Regions from separate parts of the Sus scrofa genome. Here region 1 is linked to region 2. A link is a contact called in public HiChIP or PLAC-seq data. All regions are on one chromosome and are shown on one strand. The core of a region is the stretch at or near the end of the contact, and the rest is flanking DNA. Distances in the headings are between cores, read along the strand shown. Region 1 has its middle 25 kb from the start of ISOC1. Region 2 overlaps LOC110259470 (a long non-coding RNA gene).

Region 1 (4,969 bases), core at 1,927-4,426, 150 kb after region 2:
TTGGGTTTGATGGGTCCTGGGAACTTCTGCATGCAGCAGGCTTGACTGAAAACAAAAAAACCAAAAACCCAACTCCCATTATTTCTCTTCATTAGGAAGAATATTTTTTCTTTGTAAAAGTTGCTATTTGGGTAAATGCCTTTAAATATGGGGAGAACTTGAAAGAGAAAGATCATGCTCTCAAGGTCTGTTTCAGCTGTAAAATTCTAAAGCAGTTTTATTTATGTGGCTAGGGAGGCCCAGAGATAGATGTTGCTAAAATTGCAGAGGTGATGAAAGGCACAGCAGGATGAGAACCAGGTTACTTTGCACGGTGACCTGTACTTCCTTACATTAGTTGATAATGTTAAAGAAATCAGAAGAAAAGGAGGAAGAACAATAAAAAGGATCCTTCTTGGAATCTATGAAACAGTAGTGTTTATCTTTGCAAAGCTGAAAGGCTGCTCCCACTTCCAAAGCTTTCTCTGCCTCATCCTCAATCTAGTCTGTCTTCTTTCCAGATGGTTTTCTAATTGGGGAGACTAGCCGATAATATGAAAATTGCCATTTTTTCATTGTCAAATAAGAACAAATCCATATTCTGACATAACTGATATTTCCACAATCCTCCATGGAGTGTTACTGTCACTGTTTATCCTGTAGTTAAAAAATTTAAACATCACTAAGCTATCATGAGATATCAGCTACTTAAATATATTTGAAATGGATTTATACAGTAGTTGCCAGTTAGCTTTAGATTTCTTATTCCCTTGTTGCTCTTCTTTATCTCTTAGGCCTGAAATAGCAGGCGTCTGACCAAATGTTTATTTTTAGAAGAGGTTTAAGTCCAAAATGGTGGTCAAGTAGAATGATCCAGCGATGCCCATTGAAGGGATTACACTTCTGATCTGTGTGCTGCAGAAACCGAATTCTGGAACGGGCCCCGCGCCTCCCACTTGGGTGGACACACCCCTTCTCCCTGACAGGCCAACACTAATCTCTCCTTCAGCTGTAAAGAGTTTGCTCAGGTAGTTAGGGCTTCAAATCAGTTCACCCGAAGATCTGCCTTTGTGTTCCTGAACTAATCAGGAGAGCTTGTAAAAGGGTTTGGGCTGTTCCAGGAGAAGGAGAGTCAGTGTGGGAGAGGGACCAGGGCGGAGGGAGGTTCTCTGTTGCAGACAGAAGATGGGGGCCCACAGGACTGAGAAGGTGGGTGGCCTGCAAGGAAATGGGGCCCTAAGTTGTACCAGCACGAAGAACTCAATGTAGCCAACAGTCTGAGTGAGTTTGGAAGCAGGCTCCCCCTCCCCCACCCCCAGGTAAGAATGTGGGCACAACCACACTGGAGCAGCCCTGAGCAGAGAAGGCCCGCGTGCTGTGCCAGGACCCCTACACATCTGGGAGGTAATAATACATTTCTCTTGTTTTAAGCCTCTAAATTATGAGCATTGGTTACATGGCAATAGAAAACAGACCTGCTTTTGCTGCTGCTGTTGTTTTTCTTTGCAATCATGTTTATATGAAGAAAAGGAGGAAGGAAATAAGTGAGCCACCCTCAAAGGAATAAATCTGTGTTTTACATTCTCATTAGCTTCTATTAATTTGTTGCCAGAAAAGTGGGATGGGAGGGAAAAATGTATGTCTGTTGTCTTAATAATACAGCATTTTTCATGGTTAGCTTTTTCCATTTTTCATTGCAGAAAATAGTCTACTTGGAGCATACCTGTCATATGTGAGGCTTTGTTTCTTGATATAATTATTAGTTGCACAGTGTATTTTAGGACTCGACTGTAAAAGTCCCTTGCCTTCAGATTTGTTCATTGTTCTTGCAGCTGTTTTCTTGTTAAATTGTTCCTCCCACTTGAGACAGTGAATGCGAGAAATGAAGGTGATGTGTCTCCGAACCTATGCTTAATACACAGAAGTACTTATTGTTAACATGTTTTGAGTACATGCAGCTTTGAATCGGGCTTCTGGAAAATGCATATTGTGCTTTCGAAATAGCCTCTTTGGCAGTCCTAACTGGAATGCTTTGTAAATGTTGGAAATGTGATTTTTCCAAGAAATTAAGACCCTGGAAAGAATACACGAAACATCCGAAGAAGGCAGGTGTCAATTGTTAGCCGTTACTTAAATGTTAGTATCTGTTTGGTGGTGGTGTTTGTATGCCAGTAAGTGCTTTTTTTCTTTTGGAGTATTTGGCAAAGCTTAAATATTCCATGTCTTAGGATGTTCATACTGGATTTTAGCAATTTATTCCTGCAGGTAGACAGCATAGTTTAGATATAACATTGTGTTTCTATTTATTACATAGCTTTCTTTTCATATTAAAAAAGATGGTTGGGGGAGTTCCCTTCGTGTCTCAGCAGTTAATGAGCCTGACTAGGATCCATGAGGATGCAGATTCGATCCCTAGCCTTGCTTAGTGGGTTGAGGATCTGGCGTTGCCTGTGAGCTGTGGTGTAGGTTGAAGACGTGGCTCGGGATCCGGAGTTGCTGTGGCTGTGGCTTGCCCCGCAGCTGAAGCTCCGATTAGACCCCCAGTCTTGGAATGTCCATGTGCCGCAGATGCAGGCCTAAAAAGCAAAAATAAAAATAAAAAAGATGGTTGGAGTTGGTGGTGGAGGAAGTCGGCAATAAACACTGGAGAAAGAGCTAATAGGTTTGCGATGTATTGTGTAATGGAAAGCTTTAGAAATGGGAGACCAGGCTTCGTTCTTAATAGCTTTGACACCTGGAGCAAGTGGCTCCTTTGTGCAGGAAGAGATTAGACTAAACCACACCACGTGTAGGGTTTATTGCAGTTCTTAATTCTATACTTTGAATCAAATTTAGCATTTGTGTGTCGGAGTGCCTTTCGTGGCTCAGTGGTTAACGAACCCGACTAGCAACCATGAGGATGTGGGTTCGATCCCTGGTCTCCCTCAGTGGGGTTAAGGATCCGGCGTTGCCGTGAGCTGTGGTGTAGGTCACAGACGTGGCTTGGATCCCAAGTTGCTGTGCCTGTGGGGTAGGGCGGGGCCTGCAGCTCCAATTCAACACCTAGCCTGGGAACCTCCATGTGCTGCGGATGAGGCCCTAACAAGACAAAAGAGGAAAAAAAAAAAAAAAAATGGAATGTCCATCATATTAGGAAGTGTGCCAGGTATCTACATGTTTAGTCACTACTCACTCAGTCCTCAAAACAGCCCTCTGATGTAACTGAGGAACTAAGTGAATAAGGAACTTGCCCAAGGTCATCCATCTGGTTGGAAGTGAGAAGGCTGAGATTTTAAGCTGGAATTTAGAAACTGTGCTGTAACTGCTGTAACTATTAGACTATACTCCCTGGCTGTCAGGAGAGCCAGATGTCATTCTAGGGAAGGTTCTGTGTACAAAGCATAATGATGCATGTAGCATGGGTGGCACATGGGAATTATTCCCAAGTTTGTTTTTTTTTAATTTATATGGACAACTTTATGCTTTGTTTGCTATAAATAGCTATTTTTTTGTGTGGGGGAGAGACAACATCATTTAATACTTACTTTAGAGAACTCATTGAGCAAGACGTAAGTTCCATTATATGCCAGCCATCTTGCTCTTTAATCTTCCTTTAAATATCAATTAAATTGATTTGGCTATGCATTCAAAAAAGTAATTAGCCGGAAGTTTTGTCAGCAGACCGAACCTCTGTATTCACATCTTCCAGAGAAAAATAGAAGCTTTAATTTATCTATGATGAATATTGACTTTAGCAAATTACTTTCTGCATATTTGAATTACAAAATAACTGTACTTACCTAAAACTAGAAGTATCTCTTTTAAATAACTGAGTATTTTAGTTAGATTTAAGGTCAACAAAATAAAGTCTTCAGTGACATGATTAGAACCAAAATTAGCATAAAATCTTCCTAGAATGAAGAGGAATGGGAACACACATATACTGTAGCTGTTTTCTTTCCACATCGACCCATCTCACTTTCTGAATAATCTAAATCATTTGCTCTAGTATCCTGTAAACAGGAATTTTCAAGCTAAAATCGGTGTTCGGCTTGGGATTTGGCTGTACCCATCTTACAAGCCACTCAATGAGCATGTTACTGTTTCATGCATGCTGGCAGGAGACATGACATTCCTGGATCCGAGACAAAGGACTTAATTATTCAAGCAGCAGGAGCAGTAGAATATTTGCATTGATTCCCTTTGCACCTAAGTCCCACAGAGGCAATGCAGCATGTGCCAGATGCCATGCACTCACTGGGTTTACACTGATCTTCAAAAGCAAGCAGTAAGCAAGCCTGCTCTTTGTCTAAAAGGAGCTGTACCTTCATCTTTCAAGGTAAATGGCTGCATGAACAAGACAGAAATGCCCTGGGTAGAAGTGTCTTGAAAACATGGCACACCCAGAAAGACCAGGGGGAGTGTAGGTGCTCCAAGGAGGACTCCCAGCAGACAGGTGCAGTGTACTATTGTGGAAAGGCAGTGGGGTGGGGCTCTGGTTCTCTCTTAGCAGCCTGCAACAAGCCTTTCTGTGAGATCTCTAGGTTCTGTCGTATGCTAAATGGAGTTGGATGAAATGACAAAAAAAAAAAAAAATCTTCCCTTTTCTAGATATTAGGGTTATACTTGTCCCTTAGGTTCCTCGGGTTGCCTGAGGCTAAACATAGAGCCTCAGAACTTTTGCAAAACTGAGGGAGGCGTGGCTGATGGCTCTCAAGCATTAAATGGATTCTTAGGAGAGAAGATGAATCATTGTATCGGTTCAGTCAGGGATGCCCTTTCTCATTTTAAGAGATGTATCTTAGAAAATGCAAATGCAATTACAAAGGCGTGACTAAGAAATGGTACCTCATTTTCTTTTTCTCTGATACACATAAAAAAAATCCAATGACTGAATAAAGCATAAGAGTGTTGATTTAAAAAATTATCATCTTTATGGAATGTCTGGACTAGCTTCAAGATTTTAGGCTGAATGCATTGTTTGAGAATTTTTTTAAAAGAACAAATAACT
Region 2 (4,808 bases), core at 1,979-4,478:
GATCCAGCAATTCCAGGACATATGTAGAGTGAGGTAAAAATTATGATCGGTTTCCTCTTTTTCGCAAAGGTGACTAGGTCAGGCCTTCATAGGTTACTTTTTTTTCTCTCCCCGCACTCTAGATAACCAAAGATCTTCCTTGATTCACAGAAATACTTTAGATGTCTCTACAGGATTATATGCAATAATTCCATTGCAGTTTGATTTTACCTCTCTTTGAGATTAATAAATATATAGCCATTTAATATAAAGCAGTGAAACTTTACAGATTTTCTTAAAAGGTACCTAACAAAAATAAACTGCCATTTGGCTGCTATCGCTATTGGAAATGAATTGCTAAATGAAGAGAAAAAACATATAAGTAAGGGAGTGTTAATACAGGGCTCTCTATCACAAGAGACAAAATTGTAAGCATGTTAAGAAAGCTAAGAGAATAAGAATAACTGCCTCCATGTTCAAGTCAAGAGAGAAAAATAAAAATTTTTTGATTTATGATACGGCTAATAGCTGAACCAAATGTTCTTGGTGAGTTTAGAACTTAGAGCATTTTGGCATTTTATATCAATCATTTTTTTATAATGTGGCCTATATAAGTCAGTCTATGATTGGTCTGTTTTTCACTAGTAAATGAAAGATACTAGGACCTCTATTCTCTTCTAATAAGGTAAGCTATGCCTGTTTTGAAGAGGGATAGTCAAATACATTTACCATTTTGTTAACCCTAACGCGGTGACACATTAATTTTTTTCACATATGTATAGATAGTCCTAGACATCCAGGCCTAGGATGAACTTTTCTGGGTATCACCTCTCCTTCTATATCAAAGTATTTGACGAGTTCTGTATACATCCTTTACTTTAGTTCCACCTCCCCTGCTCTGCAATATGGTATTGGCATAAAAATAGACACAGAGGACAATGGAACAAAACAGAGAGCCCAAAAATAAACTGTCACGTAAGTGGTCAATTAATTTATGACAAAGGAGCAAAGAATATGTAGTGGGGAAAGGTCAGTCTTTTCAATAAATTGTGTCAAGAGAACTGGACAGCCACATGCAAAAGAATGAAACTGGACCACTATCTGACACCAGACACAAAAATCAACTGAAAATGGATTAAAGGCTTGAATGTGAGACCTGAAGCTGTAAAATTCTTAGACGAAAACTCAAGTGGTAAGTTTTTTGACAATGGTCATGGCAGTGATTTTTTTGCATTGGACATAAAAAGTGAAAGTAGCAAAAGCAAAACTAAACAAGTGGGACTACATCAAGGTAAAACGCTTCTGCATAGCAAAGAAAACCACCAACAAAATGCAATGAAAAAGCAACCTATGGACTAGGAGAAAATATTTTCAAATCATGATAAAGGGTTAATATCCAAAATCTATAAAGAACTCATACAACTCAGGAGCAAAAAAACAGAAAATAAAATAAAACAATCCAATGAAAAAGTGGGCAGAGGGTCTGACTAGACATTTTTTCCAAAGAAGACACACACATGGCCAACAGGTACATGGAAAGGGGATCAATGTAACTAATCATCTAGGAAATGCAAACTAAAATCAGAGTGAGATAATACCTCACATTTATTAGAATGGATATCATCAGAAGGACAAATAACAAATATTGGTGAGGATGTGGAGAAGGGAAATTTCATGCACTGTTGGTGGGAATGTAAATTGGTGCAGCTATTGGAAAACAGAATGGAAGTTCCTAAAAAAAAACCTCAAAATAGAGCTACCATATGATCCAGCAATTTCACTTAGTTTTTATCTGAAGGTAACAAAAAGAAGAACTTGAAAAGATATCTAACAGCCCTGGAGTTCCCACTGTAGCACAGCGGAAATGAATCCGATCAGTATCCATGAGGCTGCTGGTTCTATCCCCGACCTCGCTCAGTGGATTAGGGATCCGGTGCTGTCATGAGCTGTGGTGTAGGTTGAAGATGCAAGTGGGGATCTTGCGTGGCTGTGGCTGTGGTGGAGGCTGGCAGCTGTAGCTCTGATTTGCCCCCTACCCTGGGAACTTCCATGGGCTGCAGGTGTGGCCTTAAAAAAAAAAAAATGAAAAGCTATCTGCAGCCCCATGTTAAATGCAGTATTATTTACAATAACCAAGGCATGGAAACAACCTAAGTGTCCATCACTGGATGAATGGACAAAGAAAATGTGATATATATGAACAATAGACTATTATTCAGCCATAAAAAGAATGAAATCTTGCCATTGACTACACCATAGATGGACCTTGAAGGCATTATACTCTAGGAAATAAGTCCGAGAAAGAGAACTACTGTAAAATCTCACTTTTATGTGAATCAAAGAAAAAAAGACCACAAACTCAAAGATGCAAAGAACGGTTTCATGACTGACAGAAGCCGGAGGTTGGGGTGGGATGAAATAGGTGAAGCTGGTCCAAAAGTACAAAGTTTCATTTATAAAATACTTAAGTCCTGGGGATGTAATGCATAGCATGGTGACTCTAGGTAATGATACTGTATTGTATATGTGAAAGTTGCTGAGACAGTAGATCTTGAAAGTTCTCATCAAAAAAAATTGCTCTGTGTGGTGATAGGTGGTAACCAGATTTATTGCGATGATCATTTTCCTATTTACCCATATGCCAAATCATGAGGTAGTATATCTAAAACTAACAGAATGTTGTACATCAATTCTATCTCAATTAAAAAGAAAAAAATACACTGTCTTCAGCTCTTGTATTTCTCACCACCTAGCAGTTTACCGTTTAGAGGTCTGTGAGAGAAGAATGTGTTTGCCTTCTCGAGAATAATTCACCTTCTAGGTCCATGCCCTGTGGACCACACCATGCCAAGCAAGGTGAGTTATAGAACAATGCTTAATCAGAAGATAGATTATGCAATTCAGTGCACCCTGCACTGCCAAGAATAGATGCCCTGGCGTGGTACACTGGAAGATCAACGTGACAGTATCATGAGATTTCCCTCCCATAAAAAGGGAAAAAAAAAATTGCTTCTCAATATCTTCAAGTTAATAACTTGATTTTAGGGAGATCTGAAAATGAGTAATGGCAAAATATGACATCATACGTGTCTAGTGTTACTATAATTTGTGCAAATGCCAAATTATAAGCTTATATACTTGATAAGCTGTTTTAAAAGAATTTTTACACTCCGAAAAAATACAGAGCACTTTCTACATGGCTGCTATTGCCTGTTTATACTTTTAAACCAAGAGATACTTCCTCTACTGACCACATGATTTTTCACTGGCCCCTAGTTTGACTTAGAACTCTTAGAGGAAGTTACCAAATCAGTAGAAAGTTGAGTCATTTCTTTAGAATTTCTATAAAAATAGTATTAGAAGTTCCTATTGTAGCTCAGAGGGTTGAGGACCCAAAGGAGTCTCCTTGAGGATAAAGGTTCCATCCCTGGCCTTGCTCAGTGGGTTAAGGATCCAGCATTGTTGCAAGCTGCAGACTAGGTTGTAAATGCCACTCAGATCTGGTGTTGCTGTGGCTGTGGCGTAGGCCTCAGCTGCAGCTCCTATTTGATCCCTAGCCTGGAAATTTCCATATACTGCAGGTGTGGCTTTAAAAAATAAAGTAAAATAATAATAATATTCTACATGTAGCCTACCTCACTCCTGCTGTGCCCAGATATAGCAGTGATAATACTATGGTCTATGGCATTGTACTCTAAGCCCTCTCTGGGGACATTCAAAACAAAGTCTAACTTGGGACAACAGGAACCATGTCCCACTGCTGTCATCCCTTCAGCATTTTCCTCCATCGCTGAATGCTTATTGGGACCTGGATGAAGAGTTCCAGCCATCCAAGTTTTGGACTGAAGGACAGCAGAGAGAGCACAAACTCCTATGAGGCCCTTCTATATTAGCTTCTAATTGCATTTCTTAGAGGGCCCTGAGAGCACTTGTTCTCACTACTACTACCTTGACCTGGCCCTTCTGCTCACAGTTTGTCTCGTCTCTAGGCCACGGGCATGCAAAACTAAAGTTATTGTCTAGTCTTCAAATTGGTGGAAAAGTGTACAGTCCTTTGGAGCAGAGGTTTTCAAAATTTTTTGACTATGACCCATAGTAATATAAGTATTTTACATGATAATTAAATATCTACCTACATATATACATAACTGAACCAATGTTTAATGGAACAGAACTCAATATAGTATGTGATATGCTTAATCATAATCTCTATTCCACTCTGACATATTAAAAAATGTTAGTCACAGGTAAATTGATCATGAATGATTTACAGGTTATATGCCACTGGTTGAAGAACTCATTTTAAGGTTTCAACAAACATTTTAATAATAAGATTTAAAATTTTTTAAACTGGAGTTCCCATTGTGGCTTAGTGATACCAAACCCTAACAGTGTCCATAAGGACACAGGTTTGATCCCTGGCCTTGCTCCGTAGGTTAAGGATCTGGCACTGCCATGAGCTGTGGTGTAGGTCTCAGATGCGGCTCAGATCTGGTGTTGCTGTTGCTGTGGCTGTGGTGTAGGCCAGCAGCTGCAGCTCCAATTGGACCCCTAGCCTGGGAACCTCCGTATGCTGCAGGTGAGGCCCTAAAAAAAAAAAAAAAAAAAAATTAAACTAATCAATAAGGGGAAAATACACATTTCAAGTCGTCCCTCTACTGGATATGTAGTTTACTTTGGCTGTTTAGATGTTGAAGAAAATTCTCCACCTCATGATACTTGAGGCAGGGACCTTCTACTGCAAAATACTTCACTCCACTCTCCAAATACCCTCTTTCTATGGCCTCTAAAAGTGAAGGAAAAGTACAACCTTCCAGGCTCTTGGCCTG

Evidence for each region. HiChIP or PLAC-seq counts read pairs in DNA pulled down with a chosen protein or histone mark.
Region 1: an H3K27ac HiChIP or PLAC-seq map of alveolar macrophages shows a contact between it and region 2. The contact joins two enhancer-like sites. A contact is called at or near these places in 3 of 47 Hi-C or Micro-C datasets (embryonic fibroblasts, liver and omental adipose tissue) and 1 of 2 datasets of contacts at active chromatin or transcription factors (alveolar macrophages).

The regions. Positions count from the first base shown.
Region 1 is chr2:131,879,350-131,884,318 of Sscrofa11.1, forward strand. No RefSeq gene overlaps it. Among named protein-coding and RNA genes, the nearest start is that of ISOC1, 25 kb to the left of the region's middle. Within about 2 kb of position 3,177, at least 2 of the 83 cell types and tissues checked have an H3K27ac peak or open chromatin away from gene starts, as enhancers often do. A contact at or near this core is called in alveolar macrophages, where this site is marked.
Region 2 is chr2:131,725,878-131,730,685 of Sscrofa11.1, forward strand. All of the region lies in intron 2 of LOC110259470 (a long non-coding RNA gene), which reads right to left. Among named protein-coding and RNA genes, the nearest start is that of SLC27A6, 21 kb to the right of the region's middle. Within about 2 kb of position 3,229, at least 3 of the 83 cell types and tissues checked have an H3K27ac peak or open chromatin away from gene starts, as enhancers often do. A contact at or near this core is called in alveolar macrophages, where this site is marked.